Regions from separate parts of the Capra hircus genome. Here region 2 is linked to region 1. Evidence: chromatin contacts called from public Hi-C data. All regions are on one chromosome and are shown on one strand. Each heading gives the region's core, a stretch centred on a gene start, on an enhancer-like site or on the middle of the called end of the contact. The rest is flanking DNA. Distances are from core to core; before and after follow the strand shown.

What was found. Hi-C and Micro-C count contacts between places; a contact is called where the count stands out from the background.
Region 2: a contact with region 1 is called in a Hi-C map of blood, with 2.5 times the contacts expected there. The contact joins the enhancer-like site here to the promoter of PCBP1 in region 1. A contact is called at or near these places in 2 of 5 Hi-C or Micro-C datasets (both in blood).

What each region holds. Positions count from the first base shown.
Region 1 is chr11:68,136,513-68,142,324 of ARS1.2, forward strand. It overlaps PCBP1 (poly(rC)-binding protein 1), which reads left to right and starts at 4,257. Exons shown (of 1, transcript XM_005686838.3): 1 at 4,257-5,812. The coding sequence starts at 4,543. The coding sequence ends at 5,613. It overlaps LOC102188412 (a long non-coding RNA gene), which reads right to left and starts at 3,793. Exons shown (of 10, transcript XR_310385.3): 1 at 3,255-3,793; 2 at 2,142-2,232; 3 at 153-312.
Region 2 is chr11:68,189,408-68,195,425 of ARS1.2, forward strand. The region is part of intron 1 of LOC102189216 (a long non-coding RNA gene); the gene reads right to left. Among named protein-coding and RNA genes, the nearest start is that of PCBP1, 52 kb to the left of the region's middle. Within about 2 kb of position 1,649, at least 1 of the 5 cell types and tissues checked has an H3K27ac peak or open chromatin away from gene starts, as enhancers often do.

The DNA of each region.
Region 1 (5,812 bases), core at 3,007-5,506:
TGACTACTGTGATCCAAAGATGGGTCTTTCACTGGCAAAAGTGACTGTGATGATTAAATAACACTTTGAAAAGTTTTATATAACGTATCTATGTGAGGTCAAAGGAAGTAAAAATTCTATGTTTCAATTTCCAAAGCGAAAGCCTGACTCACCTTGCCAACCTTGTTAAACCCTTTAACCAATCTGGAAGAGTCATGTGAGGCTCCAGGGGTGGGGTGGTGACTATTTAGTCAGTTACTCTGTATCTCAGTGGCTTCATCTGTAAAATGGGAGGTGTGGAATTCATTCACATATCCACAAGATAGTGCAGGTCTGAGGAAGAAAGTGGAGAATTTACTGTACATGAGTAAAACATTTACACAACCCTCCCTCCCAGGAATAAATAACCCAGATCATCTAGACAGAAGGGGCCTTAGAGAGCATTTACTCTCCTGTTTTACAGATGGGAAAACTGAGGCTCAGATAAATGAACTTGATTATAGAAGTCTAAAAGCTAGCCAGTGGCAGAGCTGGAGCTAGGGGCCAGAGCCACCAATTCCCATGTCCAGTGCCCTCTTTGCCTGATCTCAGGGTCACGTAAAACACCTGAGGCCCTTACAACACATTACCAACAGCAAGACGCTACAATTTCATCAACAGCGAAATGTGGCCTACCCAAGGGAAGGGCTATAAGACTCTGAAGAGGTCGGTGCTGAGAGCTGGGAAAGGGAAGGCTTTGTTGGGAAGGTGACTAAAGTCCCAGACATATTCAGACATAAAGAGATTAAATAAATACATCTGGAAGAAAACATTTATGACTTTCCTGGTGGCTCAGACGGTAATGCGTCTGCCTACAATGCAGGAGACCTGGGTTCAATCCCTGAGTCGCAAAGATCTCCTGGAGAAGAAAATGGCAACCAACTCCAGTATTCTTGCCTGGAAAATCCCATGGACAGAGGAACCTGGTAGGTTACAGTCCATGGGATCACAAAGAGTCGGACATGACTGAGCAATTTCACTATGCAGTCTTGGGAAAAAAGACCCAGGGGATAAAATTTTCTTTAGAGAAAAGAAACAGGTGGCAGAGGACCAGAATGCTTTGAATCACGTTAGTGTTTTTTTTTTTTTAGGATAATTCTTGATTATAATTACTTTGTAAATTGTAATTTACTCCGTTTGTTGTCTCCTAAGTTTTAACAAGGTTTTCACCTCTTTAGTTTGACGTGCATCTCCTTCTTTAAAAAATAGAGAACAGAAATTACCAAAGTACACTGCATGTAGTATGAGTAAGTAGTTTTTGCAATATTTTCATTTCTTCATATAAGTGTGTATATGTTTCAGTTATTATGTAAAACATATTTTTCATAGTAGTTTGCTTTTAAAAATGTAAGAACCACTGAAATAACAAAATAAAAGTTCAAATAGTGCCCAGCACACAGTAAGCACTTAGTGCTATGACTGTCATTGTTACTGTTATGTGCCTATCTATTAAAGCTGTCTGTGAGACTCTCTAGGGTAATGTGAAGGCCCTGTGGAGAGTCTAATACACAAGATCAGTTTAAGTGAAAAGAAGTAAAAAGCCCTTCTCTCCACCAATACAACACAGCCCTATTTAGGCACATATTTGTTGCTTGGTCCACAAGTTGTTACAATGAACTGAAAAGTCCACAGACCGCAATTTATCTAACACTGTCACACTCAGTCAGTATCTGTGAAGAAATGGAGGCCTGGCGCCAGAGTTAAGTTTATTTATTTTCACCTGGGTGGAGGTTGGGGTGGGGAAGGAGGAAGTCATGCCCATGTGTAGCTGAAGGAAGCAAATGAGTCATACAGAGAAACTGCTCCCACAGAGCCAGGTAAGTTCAAATGTGCCACAGAGCAGGCCGGACTGACAAATACTTGAGCCTTCATGCAGGGCTGAATCACTTCCTTCTCTCTAGCCTCATCCAGACACATTTAAAGAAAAAAAAAAAAAAGGCATCTGAGCCCCTTACAGGCATAGCTCACACCAGGAAAAACTGGGAATTCCCAAACAGATACATACAGGGGATGACTATGCATCAAGAAGTTACCTGAGGGATTCCTTTAAATGAACCTAAACGTCCAAATAGTATTTAAACTCTAAAACCCTGACTTAGAAAAAAATTTGAAAATGTGCTCACCAATAAGTTTATCAGAAGGTCTGGAATCCATCCTGGATACTGTGTGACCTTCAATCAGTCACTTCATCTCTCTGGGCCTAAATGAATTCATCTGTTAAAAAAAAGAGAGAACACGTACTTCAGAGACTCATCGTAAAAATTAAAAACAGTATGCAGTAAAACTGCTAGCCGAGGATCTAGCACTGGTAGATGCGCAAGGAACGTCCTTCCCTTCTAGTCTACAAGTTAACAGTTGAGGTAAACTGAGGTTCACTGGCCAAGCCGGCCTATGAAAAAGGTCATAGGTAACCTAGACGCTTCATGGAAATTGCTTTTAAAAAAGGAATTTTATAATACCATTTATTTCTCTCTCCAGCACAACAGCCTATCTTATAAGTCTGGGAAAGCAGTAATTTCTCATCTCATTCCTTAGTGATTGCTAAATGTTTTGGTACTGTGCCCCCACTTATCCATTCATTATTAAACGTAACGAGCTAGGGACTGGATATGATGCCTACTTTCTACAATTAATCGCGGTCCTGTTGCAAATTAATGAGATATGTATTAAAATTCGCCCGCTGATGGAACTTCCCTGGTGGTCCAGTGGCTAAGACTCTGCTCATAATGTAGGGGGCCCCAGGTTCCAGCCCTGGTCAGGGAAATGAGTCCACATGCTGCAACTAAAAGATCCTGTATGCTGCAATGAAGACTGAAGATCCCACATGGCGCAATTACGACCTGGAGCGGCCAAATAAGTATTAAAAAACAAAAAAATTCCCCGCTGAGGTTGGGACCAGGCTACGCGATTTCAACCTACTCTGGTCACAGCACTCGTTGCGTGGAGAAGGCCCCATACCGTGGGTGGGGTGGGAGAGGGGCGCATTCTAAAGTTTTCAGGGCGACCCCAATTTCTCGTTGGCGACGAATCCAGGACACGTGTCGCCATTTTGTGTTCAGCAAATATGGCGGCCACCCCCGCGGGGAAGGGGGCGGGGGACTGAGGGACCGCCACGTTAGCCGCTTTCCCTAAGGGATCCTAAAGCACACCGCGCACTCGGCCTATTCTGTCAGGCTCAACCGAAGGAAAAGGGAACCTGCAGAAATCACAACTGGCGCACCAACGGCCCCAGCGACCTTTTATTAGCGGGAGGGCCGCTCGGCTCCACACCGTCAGGAAAGGTCCTCCAAGATGGCGGGCCCAGCTGGGGGCCGCCCCCGGACAGCGCGGGCGCGATGGCTGCGCTGAGCAGGGAAGGTGCCGAAAAGCAGCAGCGGGAGCGTAACCATCGCGGGGGAAACCGCAGGAACCCCCCCAAGAGCCCGGATAAATGCACGCCATTGTCTTAAACGTGTGACGAGGCGGTAGCGACTAAAACGACACCAGCGTAGGAGGTGGGGTTTCTGCGGGCTTAACGAAGAGTTGCAAAATGCAGACAAAGCATTATGTAAATGGACGCCATTCTCTTTATGGCCCCGTTTCTAGCACTTCCCAGAAACCATCAGCACAGCCGCGACTCTGATGGCGGCGGCGCGGGATGATTTTGGTCTTTCTCCCCACCGGCTGCCGCCACAGGGCCGGGGCGGGGGTGGGGACTGGTGCGGGGCGCCCGGACGCTGAGGACGAAGGGGCCCCACGTGCCCGTCCAAGCGGGCGCCCGCCCCAAAGGCTTCGTCTCGCCTCCCCTCCCCCCCGGAAGACCGCGGCTGCCCCTCCCGTCCTCCCCACACCCTTGCGCATGCGCTCTGATCTCCTCACGCGCACGTTTTAAACCCGCGGCGTCCTAGCAGCCGCCTGCAGTTACGGCCAGGGCTGCCCGTGTCGCTCCTCACTCAAACCGCTTTTGTACGGCGCGAAATAATGTGTCGCTCCCAAGCACAACACTGCCATTTCCAAACGTCTGCCGGCGCCTTCTGGGGTTAATAAAATACGTGTTCGTCTTAAAATTTTGCCGGAATCACAGCTTCTGCCCAGCGGTGCTTTATTTTCAATGCTAGCCTATTTAGAGAATTTTTGAAAAACTACTCTATTGGGGTTGGCGCAATCTTGTGACCTAAAAAGGATGGGTCCTCATTTTTTTTTCAAGGGGTCCTGCGCAGCAAGCACTTCCGGGGTCAGAGGGTACGCGGGGTTGAAAGCGGGCTTCCCGCCCCGCCCAGACCGCCGAGGCTGCCGCCGGAGTCGCCACCGCCGCGCCCTCGCCCACCCGCCCGCCCGCCGCTCCCGGCCCCGCTCGCCCCCTCCGCCGCCGCCGCCCGCCCCTGCGACGACGCCGCGGCCTCCCGCCCGCGCCCGCTCGCTCCCGCGGCCCTCGCTCGCCTCGCGCCGGCAGTTTTGGGCCTACACCTCCCCTCCCCCCGCCAGCCACCAAAGACTTGACCACGTAACGAGCCCAACTCCCCCGAACGCCGCCCGCCGCTCGCCATGGATGCCGGTGTGACTGAAAGTGGACTAAATGTGACTCTCACCATTCGGCTGCTTATGCACGGAAAGGAAGTAGGAAGCATCATTGGGAAGAAAGGGGAGTCGGTTAAGAGGATCCGCGAGGAGAGTGGCGCGCGGATCAACATCTCGGAGGGGAATTGCCCGGAGAGAATCATCACTCTGACCGGCCCCACCAATGCCATCTTTAAGGCCTTCGCTATGATCATCGACAAGCTGGAAGAAGATATCAACAGCTCCATGACCAACAGCACGGCGGCCAGCAGGCCCCCGGTGACCCTGAGGCTGGTGGTGCCGGCCACCCAGTGCGGCTCCCTGATTGGGAAAGGCGGGTGTAAGATCAAAGAGATCCGCGAGAGTACCGGGGCCCAGGTCCAGGTGGCGGGGGATATGCTGCCCAACTCCACCGAGCGGGCCATCACCATTGCTGGCGTGCCGCAGTCTGTCACCGAGTGTGTCAAGCAGATCTGCCTGGTCATGCTGGAGACGCTCTCCCAGTCTCCGCAAGGGAGAGTCATGACCATTCCGTACCAGCCCATGCCGGCCAGCTCTCCAGTCATCTGCGCGGGCGGCCAAGATCGGTGCAGCGACGCTGCGGGCTACCCCCACGCCACTCATGACCTGGAGGGACCACCTCTAGATGCCTACTCGATTCAAGGACAACACACCATTTCTCCGCTCGATCTGGCCAAGCTGAACCAGGTGGCAAGACAACAGTCTCACTTTGCCATGATGCACGGCGGGACCGGATTCGCCGGAATTGACTCCAGCTCTCCAGAGGTGAAAGGCTATTGGGCAAGTTTGGATGCATCTACTCAAACCACCCATGAACTCACCATTCCAAATAACTTAATTGGCTGCATAATCGGGCGCCAAGGCGCCAACATTAATGAGATCCGCCAGATGTCCGGGGCCCAGATCAAAATTGCCAACCCAGTGGAAGGCTCTTCTGGTAGGCAGGTTACTATCACTGGTTCTGCTGCCAGTATTAGTCTGGCCCAATATCTAATCAATGCCAGGCTTTCTTCTGAGAAGGGCATGGGGTGCAGCTAGAACAGTGTAGATTCTCTCATAACCCTTTCTGCTGTTTTCCCATGATCCAACTGTGTAATTTCTGGTCAGTGATTCCAGGTTTTAAATAATTTGTAAGTGTTCAGTTTCTCCACAACTTTATCATCCGCTAAGAATTTAAAAATCACATTCTCTGTTCAGCTGTTAATGCTGGGATCCATATTTAGTTTTATAAGCTTTT
Region 2 (6,018 bases), core at 399-2,898, 50 kb after region 1:
CCCCAGGGGTTGGAGACACTGGTACATATTAGTTGCCAATAAATATCTGAAGACAATGAGGTGCCACTGATGGGTTTTAAGCAGGGAAGTAACATGACCAGGGCTGTATAGGAGACAGGCATATTCGGGGAAGACTTAAAGAGGCTTAAAGTGTATGCATTCTGGAGAAGGAAACAGCAATCCACTCCAGTATTCTTGCCTGGGAAATCCCATGGACAGAGGAGCCTGGCGGGCCACAGTCCATGGGGTCGCAAAGAGTCAGACACAACTTAGTCGCTAAACAGCTAAACGAAAGTGCATGCAGGAAGACCAGATGACCATAATGACCTGCAGTCATTGTGGTAAGAGATGAAGATGGGCTGAACTAAGGCAGTGCCAGTGGGAGTGGAAAGAAGTGAGTGCACATAGGATCAGTACCTCAGACAGGCGAGGGGGCTGCCATTTTTAGGTCAAACAGTATGCTTGATGTTTATCATGTCTCATGGGCAAAGCCAGACCACATGCAGAAATTATTGACCAATCTGAAGATTCTTCAAAACCACAGACTGAGACTACAAAGCTGGTGGTCTCCACTGCCCATTAGTGTCTGGGCAAGATGCCACTTCTCAGGTCCCCACAGAACTTCTCTTGTGCTTATTCCCATTGCCTCTTCTGTGGCAGAGGAAGCAAAAAAAGGAAAACACTGTTCAGAAAAGGATGACACCCAACTATCTCTAAGTGACCAAGCTCTGTCCAAATGAGCAGGTTGGGTTAAGATGATGGGGCCCCAATCTCTTTACAGAATGTCAGAGGGAACAACAGAGATCAATTCAAGTCCTTTGTGCACAGAAAGGAAGCCAGAACTCCAAGAGGGAGAGAGACTTGCCCAAGGACAGACCTAGAGAGGAACAGGAGAACAGGGAGGGACAGCCAAGAACACAAGTGTGATCTCTACACCCCCCTGCCCCCAATTAAGAAGTCCTTTAAAGTTCCCCTAACCTTATCATTAACAGAGGGGAGGAGGAGACAGGTAAAGCCAGTGTGTAAGATGAGCTAAGCCAATTCAGCTAAGCCACACCAGTTTCCCCAGCTTCAAAGAGGAGAGAGATGACTACTGACTCTGACTGTTGTTACAGGTCAGTGTAGACTTTTGAGGCCCTGTTGTACATCTCTCAGCCATGTTCTGGGGGTACTATCTACTAACACTAGTATTCATACTACCCACCTTTGCTCTCGCCTCAACCACAAGTTTTTACTTCTACTATTCTGTAAGTCATAAAAACATTTTTCCAGTGCCAATATTTTTGTCCCAGTTTCACCTCTGGCACCAAGTAGTATGATAAACTTTATAGCTCTGAGTCTTGGTCAGGAAACAGTGTTGTCTGTTGCTGGGAATGTAAGCTGGTACAGCCACTATGGAGAACAGTACAGAGGTTTCTTAAAAAACTAAAAATAGAACTACCATATAACCTAGCAATCTTAATACTGGGCATATACCCTGAGAGAGCAAGAATGCAAAAAGACATGTGTACCCCAGTGTTCACTGCAGCACTATTTACAATAGCCAGGACAAAGAGCAACCTAAAAGTCCATCAAAAGATGAATGGATAAAGCAGATGTGGTACATAGACGGCTGCTATGGCACACAAGCACGGCCGCCCGAGGGCAAGGGCGGTGGCCGAGAGGTGCCACCCCACATCAGAGGTAGGAGCAGCGGCTGCACTTTGCTGGAGCAGCCGTGAAGAGAGACCCCATGTCCAAGGTAAGAGAAACCCAAGTAAGACGGGAGGCACTAAGAGAAGGGATCAGAGGGCAGACAGACTGAAACTACAATCACAGACAACTAGCCAATCTGATCACACGGACCACACCCTTGTCTAACTCAATGAAACTAAGCCATGCCGTGTGGGGCCACCCAAGACGGGAAGGTCATAGTGGAGAGGTCTGACAGAATGTGGTCCACTGGAGAAAGGAATGGCAAACCACTTCAGTATTCTTGCCCTGAGAACACCATAAACAGTATGAAAAGGAAAAAAGATAGGACACTGAAAGATGAACTCCCCAGGTCAGTAGGTGCCCAATATGCTACTGGAGATCAGTGGAGAAATAACTCCAGAAAGAATGAAGGGATGGAGCCAAAGCAAAAACACCACCCAGCTGTGAATGGGACTGGTGACGGAAGCAGGGTTCGATGTTGTAAAGAGCAATATTGCATAGGAACCTGGAATGTTAGGTCCATGAATCAAGGCAAATTGGAAGTGGTCAAACAGGAGATGGCAAGAGTAAACATCAACATTCTAGGAATCAGTGAACTAAGATGGACTAGAATGGGTGAATTTAACTCAGATGACCATTATATCTACTACTGCGGGCAGAAATCCCCCAGAAGAAATGGAGTAGCCATCATAGCCAACAAAAGAGTCTGAAATGCAGTACTTGGATACAATCTAAAAAACAACACAACGATCTCTGTTTGTTTCCAAGGCAAACCATTCCATATCACGGTAATCCAAGTCTATGCCCCAACCAGTAATGCTGAAGAAGCTGAAGTGGAACGATTCTATGAAGACCTACAAGACCTTCTAGAACTAACACCCAAAAAAGATGTCCTTTTCATTATAGGGGGATGGTATGCAAAAGTAGGAAATCAAGAAACACCTGGAGTAACAGGCAAATTTGGCCTTGGAATACGGAATGAAGCAGGGCAAAGACTAATAGAGTTCTGCCAAGAGAACACATTGGTCATAGCAAACATCCTCTTCCAACAACACAAGAGAAGACTCTACACATGGACATCACCAGATGGTAGACAACGAAATCAGATTGATTATATTCTTTGTGGTCAAAGATGGAGAGGCTCTATACAGTCAGCAAAAACAAGACTGGGAACTGACTGTGGCTAGGATCATGAACTCCTTATTGCCAAATTCAGACTGAAATTGAAGAAAGTGGGGAAAACCACTAGACCTTTCAGGTATGACCTAAATCAAATCCCTTATGACTATTCAGTGAAAGTGAGAAGTAGATTTAAGGGAGTAGATTTGATAGACAGAGCGCCTAATGAACTATGGATGGAGGTTCGTGACATTGTACAGGAGACAGAAATCAAGACCATCCCCAAGAAAAAGAAATGCAAAAAAGCAAAATGGCTCTCTGAGGAGGCCTTACAAATAGCTGTGAAAAGAAAGGAAGTGAAAAGCAAAGGAGAAAAGGAAAGATATACCCATTTGAATGCAGAGTTCCAAAGAATAGCAAGGAGGGATAAAAAAGCCTTCCTCAGCGATCAATGCAAAGAAATAGAGGAAAACAACAGAATGGGAAAGACTAGTGATCTCTTCAAGAAAATTAAGAGATACCAAGGAACATTTCATGCAAAGATGGGCACAATGGAATATTACTCAGCCATAAAAAGGAACAAAAACTGAATCATTTGTAGAGACATGGATAGACATAGAATCTATCATACAGAGTGAAGTAAATCAGAAAAACAAATATCATCTATTAATGCATATACATATGGAATCAGAAACATGGCAAAGATGAGCCTCTCCACAGGGCAGGAGTAGAAACACAGAGGTCAAGAGTGGACATGTGGACAGGAGGTGGGGAGATGGGGGCGGGGGAACTGGAATACTGGGGTTAACATACATACACTGTGCTCAGTCATTCAGTCACGCCTTATTCTTTGAGATCCCATGGACTGCAGCCTGCCAGGCTCCTCTGCTCATGCAATTTGCTAGGCAAGAATCTTGGCATGGGTTGCCATTTCTCACTGCAGGGTTGGTCAGGACCAGACTTTTCAGTTCAGATAACTGCCATCAAATATACACTATCATGTGTAAAACAGACAGCTAGTGGGAACCTGCTGTGCATAGCACAGGGAGCTCATCTCGTGCTCTGTGGTGACCTAGAGAGGTGGAAAGGGTGGGAGGTCCAAACAGGAGAGGATATATGTATACACACAGACATACACATACAACAAACCGTACTTTGTTGTACAGCAGAAACCAACACAACATTATAAAGTAACTATACCTCAATTTTTTTCCCCAATTTTTAATAAAAAAGGAAAAGAAAAAACAGTGCTGTGACATACAAGGTGAGCAGGTTGAGCTCCCTCCTGAACTTTGTATCTCCAGCTTCACAGGCACATCTGTGAACAGTGAACCTCTCGAGGAAACACATGTGGTCTCAGCAGATTCCACAGCCACCTTGTCTCAAGGCCTGACTTCCTCCCCTCCCCCAGACCCACCCGCCCTGAGCAGGAAAAGGAGCAGAGGCGTTTCTTTAGCTCTTTCCTCTTTCCCTGCTTAGGTCTATCACATCTCACAAGGTCAACACCTATTTTTTTAGAACCATAATATTCATATTTAGAGGTTTAGAGTACAATTCTGTTTTCCTCTATCATTGCACCTGGTTTTTCTTGCTTTCAGAAGTGCTTTATTCATATATCATGGCTTACTTTTCCCCAGGCAGCGAGTCATATTCACAGACAAATTTTATCTTTTGGGTCACCACCTGGTCAGCTCCCCCTTCTCACAGAAAATGATCAAAGGCCCAGATCTGAGTCTTTAGCTTGCACATATATTTTACCTTTATATTAGCTTGTACGTAATTCATTAAACATTTAAAAGAATAAAAGAAAAAAATTTTTTAAGAAAAAAACCTCAGTACATCCTCCAACTTCCCCAACCCTTTATTTTCTCCACAGCACATCTGACATACTATATAGCCCTTCATCCAACCCTTCTTCTTTCCCACCTTCCTTCCATAGTCTTTCTCCTCACTAGAGAGAAAGGTAGGGCTTTCATTTGTTTTGTTCACTTCTATATCCCCCGGACATAGCTCAGTGCCTGGCACATACTAAAAACCCAAGACATGTTAAATAAACAAGCTGCTGACTAAACAGTTCATTTTCTTTCCTTTTCTCTGGGGCCTACCACTCCCTCTCCTGCCACAACAGTGTTTTTTTTCTTTGGCTTAACAGCTAAGAGATCAGATGACCATACATTTTACATCAGCTCTAGAGGGACTTCACTGAAATGGCAGAGGATATTTCTTCTCCGTCTCCAACATCTCCATCTATTGAAATCCTATCCATTTGGCAAATCTCACCCACCTCTTCTGTGACACCATCTTTTCTTTAACCTCTCACAGCGATCTCCCCCCACCTTGGAATCCATAGCACTTGATGCCTGTATCCCTCAACTAGAATTTAACACTTTCTGCCTTGTGCTGATAATTTTCCTGAACGTGATTGCAAAAGGAAGGTCAACAATAAGACAAGGGTAGTATTTCCTTGGCAAAGCTGGCTTCCTGCCCCTCCTCCCCAACTTAATTTCTTGCTGATTTAACAAGACCCAGATCTGGGCCTTACACCTTTAAGCCATCCCATGTGAAGGGATCCACCTCTAAAACACCTATTAACCAAGTTCACACAGAGGTTGCAAGGCATACAAACCAAATGCCAATGTAAAGATTCATACCAAGGAACTGTGGACATTCTAATGGACTAGAATGCTTGAATTGGCCTGACTGGCTGATCTTTTCCTCAAGGGCTAAAGAGTGCTTGGTTAACAGAAACTGAGAACAAAATTAATCAACCTAAAGTCACATCTCTCTATATGGCAGGGCCCCCTTCCCTGCTGCAGGAGCAGTTTGATCAAGGCCATCACAGTGCTCAAGTTCCCTCAGATAAGGCCTGCCCTTCCTTAGGTAGTACCAGGGCCAATTCTCTACTTCCAAAGATGGCCAAACCCCTTCTGCTCAGTTTAGACTCTAAACTGCTTTATCACTCAACCTAAATTACAACCATGTTCCAGCCTTTTCTTCTTGAGACTGCTCCCAGACATCTGATTAGTGCTTGGAGTGTCCTCAACCATTTGGGCAACAAATTTACACTTTCTAGGTTTACTCTCATGGAGAGCTCATCATCCTTTACATGTGGATTTTACTGGTATGAAGGCAAACTTATTTGTCACTGTGGTGTGTAAACTGCACTGACAAAATAGAAGACATTTCTCCAAATAAGCATCTGGG